2 separate regions of the Mus musculus genome follow, and region 1 is linked to region 2. Evidence: chromatin contacts called from public Hi-C data. All regions are on one chromosome and are shown on one strand. The core of a region is the stretch at or near the end of the contact, and the rest is flanking DNA. Distances in the headings are between cores, read along the strand shown.

The links. Hi-C and Micro-C count contacts between places; a contact is called where the count stands out from the background.
Region 1: a Hi-C map of bone marrow-derived macrophages shows a contact between it and region 2, with 11 read pairs. The contact joins two enhancer-like sites. A contact is called at or near these places in 1 of 15 datasets of contacts at CTCF or cohesin (large pre-B cells), 1 of 484 Hi-C or Micro-C datasets (bone marrow-derived macrophages), 5 of 115 datasets of contacts at active chromatin or transcription factors (bone marrow-derived macrophages, double positive thymocytes and embryonic stem cells) and 1 of 9 other capture datasets (embryonic stem cells).

Annotation. Positions count from the first base shown.
Region 1 is chr10:26,893,431-26,898,375 of GRCm38.p6, forward strand. The region is part of intron 12 of Arhgap18 (Rho GTPase activating protein 18); the gene reads left to right. Among named protein-coding and RNA genes, the nearest start is that of Gm30534, 70 kb to the right of the region's middle. Within about 2 kb of position 2,516, at least 33 of the 459 cell types and tissues checked have an H3K27ac peak or open chromatin away from gene starts, as enhancers often do. A contact at or near this core is called in bone marrow-derived macrophages, where this site is marked.
Region 2 is chr10:26,320,792-26,325,628 of GRCm38.p6, forward strand. All of the region lies in intron 12 of L3mbtl3 (L3MBTL3 histone methyl-lysine binding protein), which reads right to left. Among named protein-coding and RNA genes, the nearest start is that of L3mbtl3, 51 kb to the right of the region's middle. Within about 2 kb of position 1,665, at least 19 of the 459 cell types and tissues checked have an H3K27ac peak or open chromatin away from gene starts, as enhancers often do. A contact at or near this core is called in bone marrow-derived macrophages, where this site is marked.

The sequences.
Region 1 (4,945 bases), core at 1,266-3,765, 570 kb after region 2:
TGTGGTATGTAAAAGGAGTAGGAGGTCCTTAGATCCAAGGTAAGGGACAGTTGCAGTTGTGGCTCAGACTAAAGTATTGGTAGAGGAGTAGTTGGATTGCCATTGTGTTTTAAAGTTGGAGTCATTTGGATTCATTACTTGAAAATCATGAATTGTAAAAGAATAAAAGAAAGGGCAAAAAGAACAACTGCAGCAGAGGCAGACGGATCTCTTGAGTTTGAGGCCAGCCTAGTCTCGAGTGGTGACGCACGCCTTTAATCAAAGCACTTGGGAGGCAGAGGCAGGTGTATTTCTGAGTTCGAGGCCAACCTAGTCGACAAAGTAAGTTCCAGGACAGCCAAGGCTACACAGAGAAACCCTATCTCAAAAAAAAAAAAAAAAACAAACAAACGAATAAAAAAGAAAGAAAGAAAGAAAAAATCCAGACAGACAGACATTACTGGACAAAATAGACCATCTCTATTATCCATGGAAGTGAACATGAAGCTAAATTCTCAGTGAGTTCCTGGACAGCCAGGACTACAGATCAACTGTCTAAAAGAAAATCGCTGACCCAAAATTCGAAATTTGTGATATGAGGAATTAGGATGACTGGAAAGATCTTAATTTCAATATGGGATCTGTTGCATATGAGAAGTCAGATAGACGTCTAAAGCTAATGATAGACGTTTAAGTGACTTTGGAAGGCCAATCAAGACCCAGGTCAGCCAGAGAGGTCTACGGCTTGCCACTGCCGGTGGGAAAGCAGAAACTGGGTCCAGGCAGAGCCATGCCTCCATTCCGTATTTCAATGGGAATTTTACTACAAACTTGAGGCTCTAGTGTACTCAATTTAAGGCAGTCCTTGTGAGGGACAGTCTAGGGAGTACAATGAGGTTTGGTAAGAGACACAGGGTAAGACACAAGTGATAAAAGTATTTAAAGAACATTTGTTGAGATGTGGCAACCATCTGAAAGTTATGCTGCTTATTGGATTTTTGAAAAAAGACAAGTTTCTAATTGTGTGTATGTTTGTGTGTGAGAGCATGTGTGTGCATGTCTGTGTATGTTTGTGTGTGAGAGCATGTGTGTGATGTCTGTGTATGTTTGTGTGTGAGAGCATGTGTGTGCATGTCTGTGTATGTTTGTGTGTGAGAGCATGTGTGTGATGTCTGTGTATGTTTGTGTGTGAGAGCATGTGTGTGCATGTCTGTGTATGTTTGTGTGTGAGAGCATGTGTGTGCATGTCTGTGTATGTTTGTGTGTGAGAGCATGTGTGTGTAAGTGTCTGTGTATGTTTGTGTGTGAGAGCATGTGTGTGTAAGTGTCTGTGTATGTTTGTGTGTGAGAGCATGTGTGTGTAAGTGTCTGTGTATGTTTGTGTGTGAGAGCATGTGTGTGTAAGTGTCTGTGTATGTTTGTGTGTGAGAGCATGTGTGTGTAAGTGTCTGTGTAGGTCAGAAGAGGGGGTTGGGTCTCCTGGAGCTGCAGCTGCAGGTGGTTGTAAACCTCCCTATCTATGTAGGTGCTGGGACCTGAGTTCCAGGATGCCAGAGGAACACTAAGTGCTCCTCACCACTTCTCTATTTTTTCACTTTCATTGACATTTTCTCTCGCCACGTTTGAAAATAGTCTAATCATAAAGAGGTGTCTAATTAGATACAGCATGGCATATTTATATCACCTCATATAAAAATATACACAATATAAAATTTTTATATCATGAAGTACACTGAAAAGTAAATAAAATAAAATAAAAATAAAAGTGACACCAGTAAAGAGTAGAAAATAAGACTTGTGATGGGTGAGAATTAGGGCTGGTTTTTTTTTTTTTTTTCTTTTTCTTTTCTTCTAATTTCAGGGAAAGAACCCAGCGCTGACTACTGTATCCCTGAGCTAAATTCTCCAACTCCCAAACTTTGTAAACATTTACCCGGTGTAAGACACATTGCTAATGATTTTGTAAACATTATCTTATTTTAAAATCCTGTTTCCGTAGTTAGGGTATATTGTCTTATTTCAGATAAGGAAAGAATATTTTAAACAGCAATTTTAATCTTCTGTAGAGGGAAAAGAGTTGGGATTGAAGACCAACTCTCTTTAAAACCTACCAGTTCTTACTGATTTTCTGAAACGGCATCAGATTGTAGCCTCTAGGAAGAATCTATTCCAAATCTTTGAGTTCATTGTGTTGGTTCTGATTATGTGCTGCTGCTGGTATGAAATGACACACAGGTAGCTTTTAAAATAAGCCTGAGTAGGGGGAAAGGGCCAGTTGAAAAAGAAATTTAGAACAAGAGCTAGCAGGAGTAGGGAAATGTGGCTACTGGTCGTATGTTAGGCGTATGTGAGACTGAATTCTGTTAGTGAGACTTGCCTACTTAGGGGTGGGTTGCAGTTCCTGCGTCACTCAGAGCTTCAGATACATCTTTGAAGTTAACCTAGAAATTATACTCGAGGGCACAGAATGCTGTGTAACTCCAGGGTGATTCAAGGGTGAGAAAACAGCAAGACAGACCCAAGGCATGCTCGTATTTACATAGTGAGTCACTGAAAATGGGAAATGACTTGTCAGAATTAAGAGAAACACGAAGAATGTATGTTGTCTTAGAATCTCAGGCAAGAAGAGCAAATTTAGGAAGTGCTGATGTAGAAGCACCAAATACTGCAGAAAAGTCAATGATGACTGTCACTCTGGAGTATTGTCAGACCTGGATAATAAAGCCAGGTAATTAGGGATTGGGGTGGCGATCTTAAAGATACTATGTATGCTATTAAAGCTAAGTATATACAACTGGACATTCATGCTATTAAGATAAGCTTGACTAGATAAATGAGTTCTTTGAGCCAAGTTATAATACTTAATTTGCCTAATAAGACAAATATTTTCATGACTACAATGTATTAATCGATATGAACATGAGTGTTCTCAAATACTATTAAGTTTTGTCCATTATGATAGGAAGATACAATCACAAAATTATAGACCATTAGAAATAGTTATTTTCTGTTAGCAATTAACTTATTGGGCTCTTGTTCTCTCTATATACCCAGTTTTGGTATATGTAAACTTATATATTTAGTTGTATTTCAGTGGGGAGGGAACTAAGGATGGAACCCTCTATTTAGGCACACAGAGTCCCACTGTACTGTACTCTAAAACATGTATCTTCTCTGATATTGAAAAAGTAGAAACAATAGCATCTGAGCCCCAGCATGAAGTCCCTTTGTGAATGTTGTTCTTTCTCCTACTTGTTCGGCACACTTTTTCCTGCTTTAGTCTTCTTATGCTAATCACAGACATCCTTCCTTGCACCTGTAATTCCTCAGATGGCCTCTGTCTAATAAGCATGCACGGGCAGCTTTGATGATCACTTAGTGACAAATTGCTGAAGCTCCCAGGCTTCATTTCCAGCCTGGTCTTTGATTTACGTGATCCTTCCACGGCTGCCCACCTCCCAGAGAGACTTTTACAAGCTTGGGCTGTAGGAGTCCCATATATCTGATGTTATCTCCCACTTCTGGTCACATGGGCTCAGGAAACCAAACTTCTCATGGTGTCCTTCACTTCGACGTTCCCTCTGAATGACCTGGTGTCAGACACTAAAGCAGAGCTCCAGTTTTGAAATGTTTCCAAAAGCCCCAGATGATCTTGTAAGAGATTCAGGTTTAAGGACATGGGCTGGAGGATGCTGGAGTCAGCTGAATAACAATCAGGCTCTGGTGGCTTACCCATGAGCCACAGCCCTCCTAGGCATTCACCTGGGGTTTCATTGAGAAGGTCGTCAAGAGTATTGATCATTGTGACAGGTAGTGATCACCAGTTCTAGCACCTACTTTTTAGATCAGGACAACAGAGTCTAGCTTAACTTGGAGACTCATGTGGAAAATCAAATCAAACGTCACACTCTTATTTTTATGACACACTCCATCTTAAATAGAAAATACAAATATCATGTAAAAAAAATAGGACTTATTTCACTGTGAATTAAATGCTAATCAACTTCCGTAAACTCTTAGGGCCCTTGATGTTTTCTGAATCTGAATCAGGTTAAAGTTAAAGGCATTCTGATAACAAAGACCACATTTGGCACACTGTTTAAGCCAGAAGAGCTCTTTATATCACCACGACCACCTTCCTTGTATTGGAAGTTCACACTAGGGTGACCTACATGTCATTTTGCTTAAGATACTTTGCTAAAATGTCCTTACTTAATTTTCTAAAGTATATATTACATCTGACCTTTTAAAGAAATCCTTATTTCTAATTTGCTCTTTTGATGATAAAGGGTTTTCTGTAGCTCTAAAAGTGTCAGTTTTCCATTCACATGGGTTTCAAGGGAGAAGAAGAATGTCTTATGACTGTACGGTAAATTTTTGGAGGGCAAAACTATAAGGAATGTAATGGTTACACCTGACAGAAAAGGCAGGGGAGATCATGGTTTATTTAACCAGATCAGAACTACAATCAGATTTCTCTAAGCACACCTTAGCTCAATATATAACATGTGTGAGGACCATTTGAGAGCATTTTTTTTTCTGTTAACACTAGTCTTGGTGTACAGAGGAAATTAACATTCTTTCCATTGTAAACTCACTGAGAACTGAGCTAGAAGGGCACATTAGTCTATATCCACGGCAGACCTGCTGTATGTCAGACAACTTCTGTTCCCAGGCAGACTGCTCTCCAAAGTCATGGATGATGTTACTGCTGCTAGTCAGCATATCAGTCAGGGTTCTCCAGAGGAGCAGAACTTATAGAATGAATATGTATAAAGTGGGTTTACTAGAGTAGCTTACAGGCTGGTCCAGCTAGTCCAACCATGACTGTCTGCCAACAGAAGAATCCAGGACTCGTGCAGTAGCCCACAAGGCTGGATGTCTGACCTGTTCTTCAGTGCTTGTCAGAATAGCGAAGAAGTAGATTCTAATGTGAAGGAATAGACTTGTCAGAGAGACCAAGCAG
Region 2 (4,837 bases), core at 415-2,914:
ATCAGGGCTCAAAGTATCCATTCTGCCGTTATCAGCATTTGGGCTGACACTTAATCACCTGAAGAAAGGGACAAAGTCCATGTCAGGTGACTTGTAAGTGACGTAATAGAAGAAATCAACTGGAATCAATGGTGCTACAGGTCTAAAGAGAAGTGAGGACTAATCATGAGACCTGTCAACAGAAACTTCTCTAGTTATCACTGACAAACAGGACACAACAGCTGGAACAAAATGAAGTTAAAAATGGCGAAGATGGTGTCAGAGAAAGCATATTGACTTAAGAAGTTCAGGTAAGCTGGGCAGTGGTGGCGCACACCTTTAATCTCAGCACTTGGGAGGCAGAGGCAGGTGGATTTCTGAGTTCAAGGCCAGCCTGGTCTACAAAGTGAGTTCCAGGACAGCCAGGGCTACACAGAGAAACCCTGTCTCAAAAAACCAAAGGAAAAAAAAAGTTCAGGTATAAATGGAGGCAGCAAAATGAGGCAAAAGAGAGAAGAAAAAGAAAAAACCTGAAGTTTTGCTTTATTGATTATTAAAAAATTGAAAGATGTGAAGTTGAGTATATAGGAATTTTCTATTTTCTAAGCTACTTTAAGTTTAAAATTACTTGAAAACAATTTTTTTTTGAACAAGTACACAATAGCCAGAAAAGAAGGAGTTGCTGAGCAAATCTTGTGATGGGGGCATCCTGTATGCTAAGGATATAGCCTATATATTAAGGATACTTCCTTTCTGCTAGGGATACATCAGGTTTTAAATCAAATCTCTCTTCCCTCATGTGTGCACTGGTAAAAAAACAATTCATCAGAGACCATGATGTGCAGGTACAGAGGGCAGAACAAAAATTAGAGTCAGGGTAGGGCTCTCAGGGATGGCCTGGGCTAGTCACCCAGGTGGAAAGCCAGAAGGTAAGCCAAGTGGGAGACATATATTTCTCCTTGTTTATTCGAAGAAGAAGAAGAAGAAGAAGAAGAAGAAGAGGAGGAGGAGGAGGAGGAGGAGGAGGAGGAGAGAGGAGGAGGAGGAGGAAGGAAAAAGAAGAGAAGGAAATGTAGTAGCCTGGAAGAGCAGTCAAAGAGAGGCAAGGACTAAGGGTCCAGCTGACCTTCACATTAATAGCCACAAATGCAAAGTCATAGCAATCAGCATGTGATACCCATTTCTAGCTATAGTCATTGGTCAGGCACAGATACAGTAGGCAGAAGTGGATTCAACCCAGACTGGCATGGAGTCAGGTAAACATACAATAGATAAATAGAGACCACATTTGCCAGGGAAGAGTTCCAGTAAATATCACAGAATGACAAGAGGCCTATAGGCATACCACAGCATGGATCCTGTGCTCACAAAGATAATAAATGGAGAGAGAGACAGACAGACAGAGAGACAGAGAAACAGAGAGACACAGAGAGAGAAAGAGAAAGGGGAGAGAGACAGAAAACTAGAAGTTCATAGCCAGGGAGTAACAAAAATTGGCATTACCAATCAGGAAGAAATGCTGATTAAGTAGTCAAACCCAAAGAGCTTTCTAAGAAATGTTCTAAGTGAGTGAGGTTAGCATAGCTTCTCAAGTGCACACTGTCAGCAATAGCACACACTGAGACAGAGAGCACTACTTCAAGCTGGTTTTCCGCAGAGTTTACTTCAAAAGAAAACACTTTAGCTTCAGGCTGGAGAGGAAGGACCTGGGTTCATCTCCTAGGAACCCACAAGGGAGCTCACAACCACCTAGAACTCCAGTTCCAGTGAGATCTGACGCCCCCTTCTGGCATCAGCAAGCCTTGCATGCACATGGTACACAGACATCGCATAAAAAGCTAGGCTAATATCAAGTTTATCTGTCCTCATGAAACACTCCTATTTCTGCAGCCTGTATGGACTACTCTGCTTCCCTTGAGAGACAAGAGAACTTTGTTCTTCTCCTTAGTTATGACGATGCTACATCCCCTCCTCTGAACTCCACGTTTTAGAAACCTCAGAAGCATGGCTCTTGCAAATCATGTGTTGTTGCATCGGATGAAAAAAGTTGATTCTCCTCAGAGAATCACCTAAGAGAGAAGCCTAGAGACAACACACCACACAACTGGAACTTGCATCTGCTCTGACTCAACACTTCTCCTCTCTAAACCAATCTGATATTAAAATGAAACTGAAACAACTTCCTTTTAAATTATAGTAAGCCTTATAACTAATGTACGAAGCAAAATTATATAACTAACATACAAAGTAAAATAGTATAATTTTATGCAGTGGTACATAATATTTCAATATATGAAATAATTATTCTTTCTAAAATATTTGTGTCATTCTATACTCTTAGATGACTATAATGTTTTAGTCATTTACTTTTTCTCTTTCCAATAAAAGTACTCTGTAGGGGGAACAAAAGGAAGTAGTACTTATAAATAGCTTCATAAAAAATAATACATATACAGTGGTTCAATTCTTTCTCTTGTCAATCAAATGTAACGGTAAAGTACCTGCCAAAGTCATGCTGATTATTTCAAAGCAAAAATAAATGTTACTAACTTTAGATTTTTTTGATTTATCTATAAATTACAACTAAGGAAATCTACACCATACTGCTTATTGCCTAAATGTTACATGAAGTCCATCATAAGTATTTATTAAGTCACCATTGAAGCTAAAGCCACCATCTCAATGAAGAAAATAAGCATAGCCCACTCTGACCCATTTTCCTTATACTCTGTCAGTAGCACACAGCGCCCCACTCAAAAGTTGGAAGGCTCCAAACTCATTTCCTTTGCCACCGAACAAGTCATCATAGTCCCATCCAGTGTTCGAAGGCAGACATGTGACAAGTGACCGGCACCAATCACTTTTCACTTCTTCTCCCTATCTCCATCATTTAGGACTTTATGCAAATCACGGGTGAACTACTAATAGCAGACTGCTATGATCCCTGTGGATCAATCGTGGGTGGTTCTGAAAAGCTCAGAAAACAAATTCACAAACACAAAAACCCCTCAATATTTATGATTTAACTATAAAGTGAGCAAGATCATGTTATACAAATTCCAACAGGCTAAGTGAGTACCCCAGCCCCTAGGGTTAAAAGGGAGATGTGCTTTGTTGGAGGTGGGTATTTGTTTAGCTCAGACTAGCCTTGAATTTGCTGTGTAGAGAGTGACTTTCACTTTTTTGATCCTCCAGCCTCCTTTTCCCAAAAACTACATCAACTTCCATGTGTATGCATGAGAGCCAAGCAAGGATATTTCTTCTTTTTCTCTGTGCTGAGAGAGAAGACGTGATTAATGTGACCAGTCATCTCGTGTCAGATAGCTACACTCCCTTCCTTCACAGTGCTTTGAGACCTTCTTCTAGCCCAGAAACCACACTCAACATACTCTAAGTGCAGGAATACAACCTTAGAAGATGATGTCCGCACTTGCCCCTTCCATGCTTCAAGTACTTGCGAACTGATTTCTGCCCCCTGAAACTTTTATTTGAATCCTGTGGCATGCGATGAAGCAGGTATTATCTGACCCCTACAGAAGGGGCAACTAGGCCGCAAGAGTTAAGTAAGCTACAAGGTGCCAGTTTCCACAGAGCATGCCTGACAGTGACTCAACATCCCCTCAGGTGTAACTCTAATCCCATGTCTTCTGCCTTTCTTCATGAACCCTCCAGTGAGGTTGAATCAATCCTTCATTCCACATGCCACACAAGACAGCAACAGATGGTACGGGGTGGGGGTGGGGTGGGGTGGGGTTGGAGGTGGGTACACAATTAAACCCTAAGCACCAATGACTGAGGGCACGTTTCTCTCCTACCTGAGAACACAGGTCCCCAGTGCCAAAGTTCAAGACTTAAGTTCCATTCACTGCATGCCCTTCTGCAAAAACACCACTCAGTGTACTTCCAACTAAACTTAGTAATAAAAGTTCATGGCACTCTAAGACCCATGTTACAAATCAGTTAATATTATATTATGAGAAAACTAAAGTTATTATTATTGTAAACTTGTAAATATTAAAGAGCTGGACCTTGAGGCACAGTTTGTAGTTACTCAGAAACAGCTGGGGAAAGGTGGTTTCTTCCACGTCACCAATTTGATGCTTCCCTTTCGACAGATCTACTCTTTGCTGACTTTTGCCCTAACTCACCAAGAGATCCATCACAACAAACTGAAACCCAAGGGGCTGAGGCTGCAGATCCACGCACTCAGGACTTTGTGCTAAACATATTAAGTCCCATGGTCATGCTGTCCTGGAGCTGGATCCCCAAAGACACGATCACACTAAAATAGCATTTCTTTCCAAGGAAAAATATTTCCCAGTGCCTGGGGGGAAGAAGAGGAGACAATTCTCATCATATGTTCTGTCTCTGGAGCCCAATATCAGGCAAGAGGGAGGGAAGAGGGAAAGAGGCTGCGTATGCAATAGGGGGTAGGGTACAGTATTCCTAAGGTGCTTATAACAGAGCAAGACAATGCAGAGGTTCCTCTATCTTGTACTCTTGTTGTGGCCATTTCAAGTTTAAACTAGAATTTGATCCCTTTGATAGAGAATCCCATAGACAACAAGCAAACCCTATTCTAGGAGCCCAAGGTCACAACACTCCAGCTACCTTACCTTAGCTTCTGCTAAACTGACTGTTTGTACAAAACCCCTCCTCCATCTAACTGCTTATCTTAGCATCTGTTAAAAGATTTTCTTGCGCAAAACCTCTCCCTGCAGCTGCAGAGCAAGACATACAGGATGTGGTTTCTACCTTTTAAAAACCCCTACCCGAAATACTTGGTGCTATCTTTGGGTCTTGAATACCTGAGTGCAGTCCAAGGCTACTGGAGTGAAGACTTTCAATTTGTTGACTC